3 separate regions of the Rattus norvegicus genome follow, and regions 1 and 2 are each linked to region 3. The links are chromatin contacts, called in public Hi-C maps. All regions are on one chromosome and are shown on one strand. The core of a region is the stretch at or near the end of the contact, and the rest is flanking DNA. Distances in the headings are between cores, read along the strand shown.

The links. Hi-C and Micro-C count contacts between places; a contact is called where the count stands out from the background.
Region 1: a Hi-C map of psoas muscle shows a contact between it and region 3, with 4 times the contacts expected there. The contact joins the enhancer-like site here to the promoter of Ier2 in region 3. A contact is called at or near these places in 2 of 12 Hi-C or Micro-C datasets (mammary epithelial cells and psoas muscle).
Region 2: a contact with region 3 is called in a Hi-C map of liver, with 5 times the contacts expected there. The contact joins the promoter of Junb here to the promoter of Ier2 in region 3. A contact is called at or near these places in 2 of 12 Hi-C or Micro-C datasets (liver and mammary epithelial cells).

Annotation. Positions count from the first base shown.
Region 1 is chr19:40,863,188-40,866,150 of GRCr8, forward strand. No RefSeq gene overlaps it. Among named protein-coding and RNA genes, the nearest start is that of Mir23a, 4.8 kb to the left of the region's middle. Within about 2 kb of position 1,359, at least 65 of the 93 cell types and tissues checked have an H3K27ac peak or open chromatin away from gene starts, as enhancers often do.
Region 2 is chr19:40,079,660-40,082,619 of GRCr8, forward strand. Junb (JunB proto-oncogene, AP-1 transcription factor subunit) reads left to right here and starts at 1,467. Exons shown (of 1, transcript NM_021836.2): 1 at 1,467-2,960. The coding sequence starts at 1,737. The coding sequence ends at 2,771.
Region 3 is chr19:40,398,070-40,400,869 of GRCr8, forward strand. It overlaps Ier2 (immediate early response 2), which reads left to right and starts at 1,304. Exons shown (of 1, transcript NM_001009541.1): 1 at 1,304-2,800. The coding sequence starts at 1,392. The coding sequence ends at 2,057.

The DNA.
Region 1 (2,963 bases), core at 109-2,608, 470 kb after region 3:
GGAAAGGGGGGCTAAGAGAGTCAAGGTGGCAGAGCAGGTCTTTAATCCCAGCCGCCGCAGGCAGAGGTAGGTGAGTCTCAGTGAGTTCAAGGCCAGCCTGGTCTACAGAGAGACTTCCAGGACAGCCAGGACTACACAGAGAAACAAAATGAAAATAAAACGAAACAAGAAATTTGTCAACAGAGCAAGCTGGAGGGCAACCCTGGACACATGAAACTCTAGAAAGACAAGTTCAGGGCTGGAACGATGGCTCGACAGTCTGCACTGCGCGTTGCTCTTTCAGAGAACCTGAATTTGGTTTCCTGGCTCACAAAAGCCTGTGGCCCCAGCTCCTTCAGATGTGGCACCCTCTTCTGGACTCTGAAGGCACCTACACACACATGCACATACCCAACACATACACAAAAATAAAAATAAATCTTCAAAAGGAAGAGGGTCTCTACTTCCTAAGTCCCTGGGTGACATCAAGGACAGAAGTATTCCCTCATGTCAGGCAGTGACAGGCAGGACAGTGGATCCTAATGTCTAGATCTGGTATTACGGATGTCTGAGGAATAAGGATTGAGACACGCTGCTGTGTCTTCCCAAATACACGAATGTATACACACACACACACACACACACACACACACACACACACACACACACACGCTATCCCTTCTTCTCAACAAGCCCCAGCCCTAGTCCCCTCCGTCTCTTTGGGGTCTGGGGCAGCCCAGGGCCGCAGGCTGACCAGCCTCCCCGTCACCTCCGGAAGTGAGACAGCATATTCGTCCCAGAGACCAGAACGGGAAGGGCGGCCATTTGGCCAGGCTAGTTTCCTGTGGGGTTTCCCCTACAAAGAGCCTAATGCTGCGGCCAAGGCCACTCCCATCCTCACACACACCAGAGGTCTCTTGTCTGGCGCGGTGGGGCATTACCACGCAGGTGTCCAGGAGCTGGGATACCCTGTACCAAGGACTGTGACTCTCAGTCTCACAGGGGAATCCAAAGGGACAGAAGTCCTAGAACTGGAGGGTTTGGGCAACAGAGGGGGTTGGGGGGCTTGGGCTGTGGCATCCTGGTCGGTGTTAGCACACACAGTCTACAAGCCTTTGGCATCCCTGGAGGACCCACAATTGAACCCCAAGAAGGAACCAGGGCAGAAGCCCTCCGGCCGTCCCCAAGCCTGATCCCCAAATACTTTCCACTCTCGCGAAGCAGCGAGGATCGGAAAATACCAAGGGCTGCAGGCTCCGCCCAGCCCCGCCCCCGCCCCCGCCCCAGTCACCAGCGCTCACTAATGGCCCAGACTCTTCCCAGGAGCTGGGCGGCTGGGCTGGAGCCAACCCGACCTGCGGCGCAGATGCCTGCCCTCCACGCCCGTCCCCACGCAGGGACCAGACAACCCGCCCGGGTTGGGAGGCAGGGCATAGGCAAGTGGGTGGGCCTAGTGCCTAGCCGCGAGTGGAGGGGGCGCAGGAAGGGGTGAGGGAGGGCTGAATCACTTGGTATAAATAGGGAAAGACGACAGCCACGTCCCACCCTCGCTGCCCGCCTGCCACACAGTCCAACCACCAAATCCCCCACTCCATTTCTTAACATTCTTTTTGCGGTGCTGGGTTCCCCTCAAGCCAATCAGTGTCCCCAGAGTGAAGTTCATCCCGGGTCCTGACCTGGGACAGGAGGTAGGAGGGCTGACCCCCATCACCCACTGTCTTCTGGAAGGCTTTGGCTCACCCCCCCTAACTCTGCAAAACTTCCAGGAACCAGCCAGGCATTGGGAGGCCTGTCTGTTAGTCTACCATTCAGGAGGCTGAGCCAGAGGACTGCTATGGGTTCAAGGCCACGGTAGGCTATGAAATAGGACTGTCTCAACCCCCAAAACTGACTGTGGGGAGAGAGTGCTTGACTGTTCTGAGGAAGCATAGAGTCAGTGGGTCCCATCTTAAAGCACAAACCCTTCATCATGGTGCACACAAGTAATCCTAGCGCTCAGAAGGTGGAGGCTTAAGGATCAGGAGTTAGTTCAAGGACATCCCGGACTACTTAGCGAGTTCCGGGCCAGCATAGACTACATTACATTAGACCATGCCTCAAAAAAGTTTTTTATTAATAGCTGATAATTATTATTATTATTATTTCCAGACCCAAGACTTAGGGGTTCCAGAGCACCAAATGCATACTTGTGGTTGAATGAACCCAGTCCTGGAAGGGCGCACAGGAGACAAAAGGGAGGTACCAGCGGGCATCCCCAGTTTTGCTCCCCTCAGCCCCTCAAGGCCCATGTGCCCATCCTGCCACCCAGCCCTGCTCTGCCTAGGGCCACAGCTCAGTAGCCACACCCAGGGTGGCGCCAGCTCAAGCCCCAGCAGCCTGAGGCAAGGCGCCGCTTGAGTGTGACTCAGCCATGCCCGGCATGGTGCTGTCCTTCCCTACCCAAGAATTCTCACGCCTACGCCACCACCCTCAATCCTTCCCCATGACCAGCTAGGAAGACACACCTCCATGTCCACCGAGGACATTCAACAGCAGGATATGAGGAGACCTGAGCACCCTACAGGGGACTATAGAAGGGACAGGGTGTGCTCTGTTCCACCACATCTCCAGATGTCCCCATTTACAGATGGAAAAACTGAGGCAGCGGAGAAGTTTCCCAGTAATGTCTACACTCTCTCCATAAAGAAAAGGCCATCTGAGCTGGAGTTGGCGGCTCAGGTCCATAACCCTAGCACTTGAGATTTGCAGGAAAGAGAATGAGGAGCTCAAGACCTCTATTGGTTTCATGGCAAATTTGAGGCTAGCCCAAGCTACAAGAAACCCTGTCTCTGCCAACTAAAAAGGGGATGAAGATGTAGCTCAAATAGCGGGGTGCTCGCCTGGCATGCACAGGTCCAGAGTTCAATTACCAGGACTGTGGAAGCCAGGGATGGTGCAGGCCTGTAACCCCAGCACTCAGGTGTGGAGACGGGAGGATCAGAAGT
Region 2 (2,960 bases), core at 217-2,716, 320 kb before region 3:
CCTAATATGGATGCTGGGGAGAGAAATTCGGGGGGTTTGCCCCGCCCCCAATCCAATTCACGGACTCCAGCCTGTTGCCTTGGTGACGAGGCCCCGCTCCCAGGCTTCATCCCCCTCCAGCGGGCCAATGGAACAGTCCTCGGCTGCCAGGCCTAGTAATCGCCCAAGGTTGCAAGCTGAACCATTTCTAGATGGGGGGAGAGTAGACTATGACTAGAGGCGTACTCAGCTGGATTGTGACTTCCCCAGGGGTCGCTCGCTGGGGTTCCTCTTCCCAGGCGCAGAATTTGGCAGGCCCAGGCTAGGGTGCACCAACCCTTAGGCTCAGAATGACGAGACAGGGCCGGGCTCTTTCCCCCTCCGGGCTATTGCCACACTTCCTGCCTCGGCTCTTTTTCCCTAGCCTGTTTCTAAGGAAGGGAGTGGGGTTGGGCGACCGCACCCCAGCTATCCCGCCTCTTCGGCCCTCCAAAAGCTGACAGGATATCGGGCGAGCCCAGAGTGACTAAGGGGAGGCTTTGGACTCAGGTACAGGGTATGTCAGTGCCTAGAGACCACTTACGAGGTACAGTCTCATTCTTACAAGCCCCTTGTCTCTGGGATCCTCCAAGTCGTCCTCTCGGGTAGATCTCAGATACCCTCCTGGCATCGCCTTTACAGCTCAGAAGGAAGCCATGTCCTGACCATTTTAACTTTCCATCAGAGTTCTGCAAATAATCACAGTGACCCCAATCTTTGCTAGATATGTTCCCATCTTCTACTCCTATTGCCTCAGCGTTTCCAGGACCCTTGTTCACTTTCTGCATATCTAAATTGACCTCCCCAAAATTACTCCCCTTTTCCACTTATGGGAGAACCCTCAGACTCATCTGTGGGCTTTAGAGCCCCTACTCATTTCTTATACAATAGGTACCTGACCCTGCTTCCTGAACCTTCTCTCCCACCTGTTCTTTAAGCACTTTGCACTCGGGGCCTCTAGTTAATTCCTAGGTCAAATGTTAACAATTGCTCCCGTTTTGTACCTTCCCTGTTTTCTGGGGTCTTCTAGTATATTGTCAGTTCACAAGTCACAGCTATTGTGGGTCCCGCGAGACTATTCCGGGTATATCCTGAGGCACCCCATCTCCACTTGCAGTGTACAGAGATCTCATAGCCACCGGGTTGTACTCCCGCAGTCCTAACTCCTATGTGCCTCGGTCCCTCAACATCCCTTTGCTTGAGTGTCTCTGTCTCTACAGCCCCTCCCCCTGCAGCCGCGCAGAGCCACCGGGCTCGTGGCCGCTGTTTACAAGGACACGCGCTTCCTGACAGTGACGCGAGCCGCCTCCTCCCCTTCCCCACGCTCTAGGAGGGGGCCGCGGGGGCCTGGCTCCCGCGTCGGCCAATCGGAGTGCACTTCCGCAGCTGACAAATTCAGTATAAAAGCTTGGGGCTGGGGCCGAACACTGGGGACCTTGAGGGTGGCCAGGCCAGCTTTGGATCCTGCAGGGAGCGGGGAGCTGAGAGAAGAGACGCTGAGAAAGCGGGCGCACCACGGAGGGAGAGAAAAGCTCCAGAAGCCGGGCAGCGCTTTTACGCACAGCTACCAACTGGCCGCTGCCGACCGTCTCCAGCTCCCGAGGACGCGCGACCGGACGCCGGGTCCCGCCACAGCCGAGGACAGCTCGCCGGTCGCCGCAGCGAGGCCCGGAGCGGCCCTTCAGGGGGACCTTTCCCAGATCGCCCAGGCCGCCCGGATGTGCACGAAAATGGAACAGCCTTTCTATCACGACGACTCATACGCAGCGGCAGGATACGGTCGGAGCCCTGGCAGTCTTTCTCTTCACGACTACAAACTCCTGAAACCCACCTTAGCGCTCAACCTGGCAGATCCTTATCGGGGTCTCAAGGGTCCTGGGGCGCGGGGTCCAGGCCCAGAGGGCAGTGGGGCAGGCAGCTACTTTTCGGGTCAGGGATCAGACACAGGCGCATCTCTGAAGCTAGCCTCCACGGAACTGGAGCGCTTGATCGTCCCCAACAGCAACGGCGTGATCACGACGACGCCCACGCCTCCGGGACAGTACTTTTACCCCCGTGGGGGCGGCAGCGGCGGAGGTACAGGGGGCGGCGTCACCGAGGAGCAGGAGGGCTTTGCGGACGGTTTTGTCAAAGCCCTGGACGACCTGCACAAGATGAACCACGTGACGCCCCCCAACGTGTCTCTGGGCGCCAGCGGGGGTCCCCAGGCCGGGCCTGGGGGCGTCTATGCTGGTCCGGAGCCGCCTCCGGTCTACACCAACCTCAGCAGTTACTCCCCAGCCTCTGCACCCTCTGGAGGTTCCGGGACCGCCGTCGGGACTGGGAGCTCATACCCGACGGCCACCATCAGCTACCTCCCACATGCACCACCCTTTGCGGGCGGCCACCCGGCGCAGCTGGGCTTGAGTCGCGGCGCTTCCGCCTTTAAAGAGGAACCGCAGACCGTACCGGAGGCACGCAGCCGCGACGCCACGCCGCCTGTGTCCCCCATCAACATGGAAGACCAGGAGCGCATCAAAGTGGAGCGAAAGCGGCTGCGGAACAGGCTGGCGGCCACCAAATGCCGGAAGCGGAAGCTGGAGCGCATCGCGCGCCTGGAGGACAAGGTGAAGACACTCAAGGCTGAGAACGCGGGGCTGTCAAGTACTGCCGGCCTCCTACGGGAGCAAGTGGCGCAGCTCAAGCAGAAGGTCATGACCCACGTCAGCAACGGCTGCCAGTTGCTGCTAGGGGTCAAGGGACACGCCTTCTGAGAGCCTCCCTTGCTCCATACGGACACCCCCAGCCTTGAAGGCTGGGCGCCCGCCCCCCACTGGGGTGAGGGGGGCAGGCGATGGGCACTCGCCCAGAGGTCTGGGGCGCAGCTCACACACTGGACTCTGGCCTGCCCGCCTGCGCCCAGTCCTTCCACCTCGAGGTTTACATGGCCCCCTTCCAGCGTA
Region 3 (2,800 bases), core at 54-2,553:
GCTAAGAAAGTCAGCCCTTGTTCTTATATGGGCATCCGGAAGTGGGTTCGCGCCGCCGCCAGACGTCATTACAACCAAATTTAGCCAGGGAAGTCGGTCGGCGGCAGTGGCGGGAAGCCTGCCCGCTGGCGTGGGGGGGGGGGTCTTAAAGGGCCTGCACAGAAAATGAAAGAGGTTATTAGAATTTTTTTGCCCTTCTGCAACTAGAATCAATTTTTTCTTAGGAAGCGGTGCAGAGCGGAATCGACGTCTTATTTTCTTTTCTTTATGTATCCCTGTATGTTTGTGCTTGCGTGTGTGTGTGCTTCCGTGTGTGTGTGTGTGTGTGTGTGTGTGTGTGTAGACACCTTACAGAGGTCTGTTCTCTTGTACCGTCGTGTGGGACAGGGAATCGAACTGAGGTTGTTAGGGTTGGCAGCAAGTGACTCTAGCCACTCAGCCATCTCGACCCAGATATCAGTCTCTCTTGGAGTAATTCTGTTTCCGAGGGCGTGAAGGCAGAAAAGTGCTCCATTGACGGGGGAAGATCACAGGCCCTATGTTCATTGGAACTTCCATACCACTGGGTTGTGGAAAATTGGGAGATGTTTAACGCGGAAAGTGAAGACAGCAGTCGCGAGGTGGTGGATATCGGTGGCTACCGGGTAGCTCTCTCCAGAGCCAGTCAGTGTCGTCCGCGCCCACTTTCCACCCATGTCCAGAAAGGTGGAGATAGAAGGGCTGCAGGCTTCTTCCGTTTACCCTTTTATCGTGTTATAATCATATAATAATTCGTTTAGTAAATATTGGTCGGGTGACTGCCTATTTCTCACCTGGAGAACACTTCTTTGGAGTGGAGGTGAGGGATCAGAGACATTGAATAAAAAGAGAAAGTTCAACAGTGTAGTAACCGGCGTGTAGTAACTGCTTAACAAGAAGCAGCATTTTTACTGTTCGGAAAATATTAATTAGCAGGCTGGTAGGCAAGATGAACTGTGTCCTCGGGTAATGTATCCCAGTCCTGGGTCTTCCCCACTGCCATGAGATTACCTCCCACTATCCGTCTCGTGGGTGGGCCTCATCGTCTGGACTGCTAGTGATTCTGAGAATCTAGTGTCTCAAGGCGCAGCGGGGAAGTTCTTCCTTGCCGCTGTTTAAGTCCTTTTCCCTTGGAGGCGTAAATTTGTCCCTATTGCTTTAAGGAGTCTCTAGCCACGGTGGAAAGCCCGGATGAGGCCCTCTGGGCGTGGCGTTTCAGTGACGTCACTCTTACTCTATTTAAAGGACTCCAGCTTGCTTTCCCCCCCGCCGGAACGTCTAACAGAGTACCTGCAACTGTAAGTGAGTCGTCTAGGCAGCAACGCCGGTCTTAATCCATTGTCGGCTTAACTCTACACAGTCGTCGAACAAGCATGGAAGTACAGAAAGAAGCGCAGCGCATCATGACACTGTCCGTGTGGAAGATGTACCACTCTCGCATGCAGCGCGGTGGCTTGCGCCTCCACCGGAGTCTGCAGCTGTCCCTCGTTATGCGCAGCGCTCGGGAGCTCTACCTCTCAGCCAAGGTAGAAACCCACCAGCCCGAGTTCCCGCCATCCCGCAGGGCCCTTGACCCTCGCCTGCACCCGCCGCGAGAACCCGAAGCTGCAATGGAAGCAGCGACCCCTGACGTCGAGCAGCCTCCGGAGCCCATGGACACGCAAGAGGAAGTGCTGCGAGTCCAGGAGACCCCCGCGCTCTGTGACCCGCCCCCCGCTAGAGTCAGCCGCAAGCGCCGGAGTAGCAGCGACTTGAGCGACGGTAGTGATGCCGGACTGGTACCAAGCAAGAAGGCCCGTCTGGAAGAGGTGGAGGGGGAGGCGACGTCGGAGGTCTCCAATCGCCTGCAGCTTCCTCCCGCACAAACCGAAGGTGCCTTCCCTAACCTCGCCCGCGTCCTCCAAAGGCGCTTCTCCAGTCTCTTGAACTGTGGGCCCGCCGTGCCCCCGCCGACGCCCCCCACGTGCGAGGCCAAGCCAGCCTGCCGCCCGGCCGACAATATGCTCAACGTGCTGGTGCGAACCGTGGTGGCCTTCTGAGGATTACGAGCGGCGCCACCGGAGCGGAGAACGCACACCCGAGGCGAAGGCCGGCGGGGGGCCGTAAAGAAGAGCCGCGGCCCGAGCTGCCGAGAGGCCAGGGGAAGGACTGAGGAGCTAGGAGCTAGGGGCGCGGGCGCCTTCTCCCAGACGTACGTCCACAGGTGCTATTAAAGGACTGTCCCTTCCTTGGTTTGGAGAAGGGACACCTGGATCTTGAATCTCAGGGTCGGACTCTCTAGGGCCCAGGCTGCCCTTTCAAGGCCGTTTCACTAGCATTCGCGTTTCGGCCCCTACAAGTGGGCACGCTTGTGCAAGCGGTCAGAGTTGCGTCATGGGACAGACGCGGGTGCTTCCTGTTGCCTTGCGTGGGTGTGGGGCCTGGGAGGAGGCCAGGGTGTGGACCCGCCCTAGGGACTGGGAAGTGACTTGAGTCACCTCGCCCCCACAGGCTGCTGTGGGCGAGCCGGCCTTCGGCTGAGATCCAGAACTGAACAAATCAAATCTTGCTGCGATCAGAGTTGATTGAAGTGGCTGGAGACCCCGGGACTGGTCAGCCTAGACTGATCGCCTGGCGTGGACTACCGCGGAAAGGGTGGGTGGGTGGTCTCATTTGCTGTCTTAGACACGACCTCTTCGGGCAAGATAGAATTTTTTACCAGCGAATTTAAGAAAGTCTGTTTACTTTTCCCACGGTGGGTTGTGTTTAACTCCCAACTACCTGGAGTTTTACAATGTCAGCT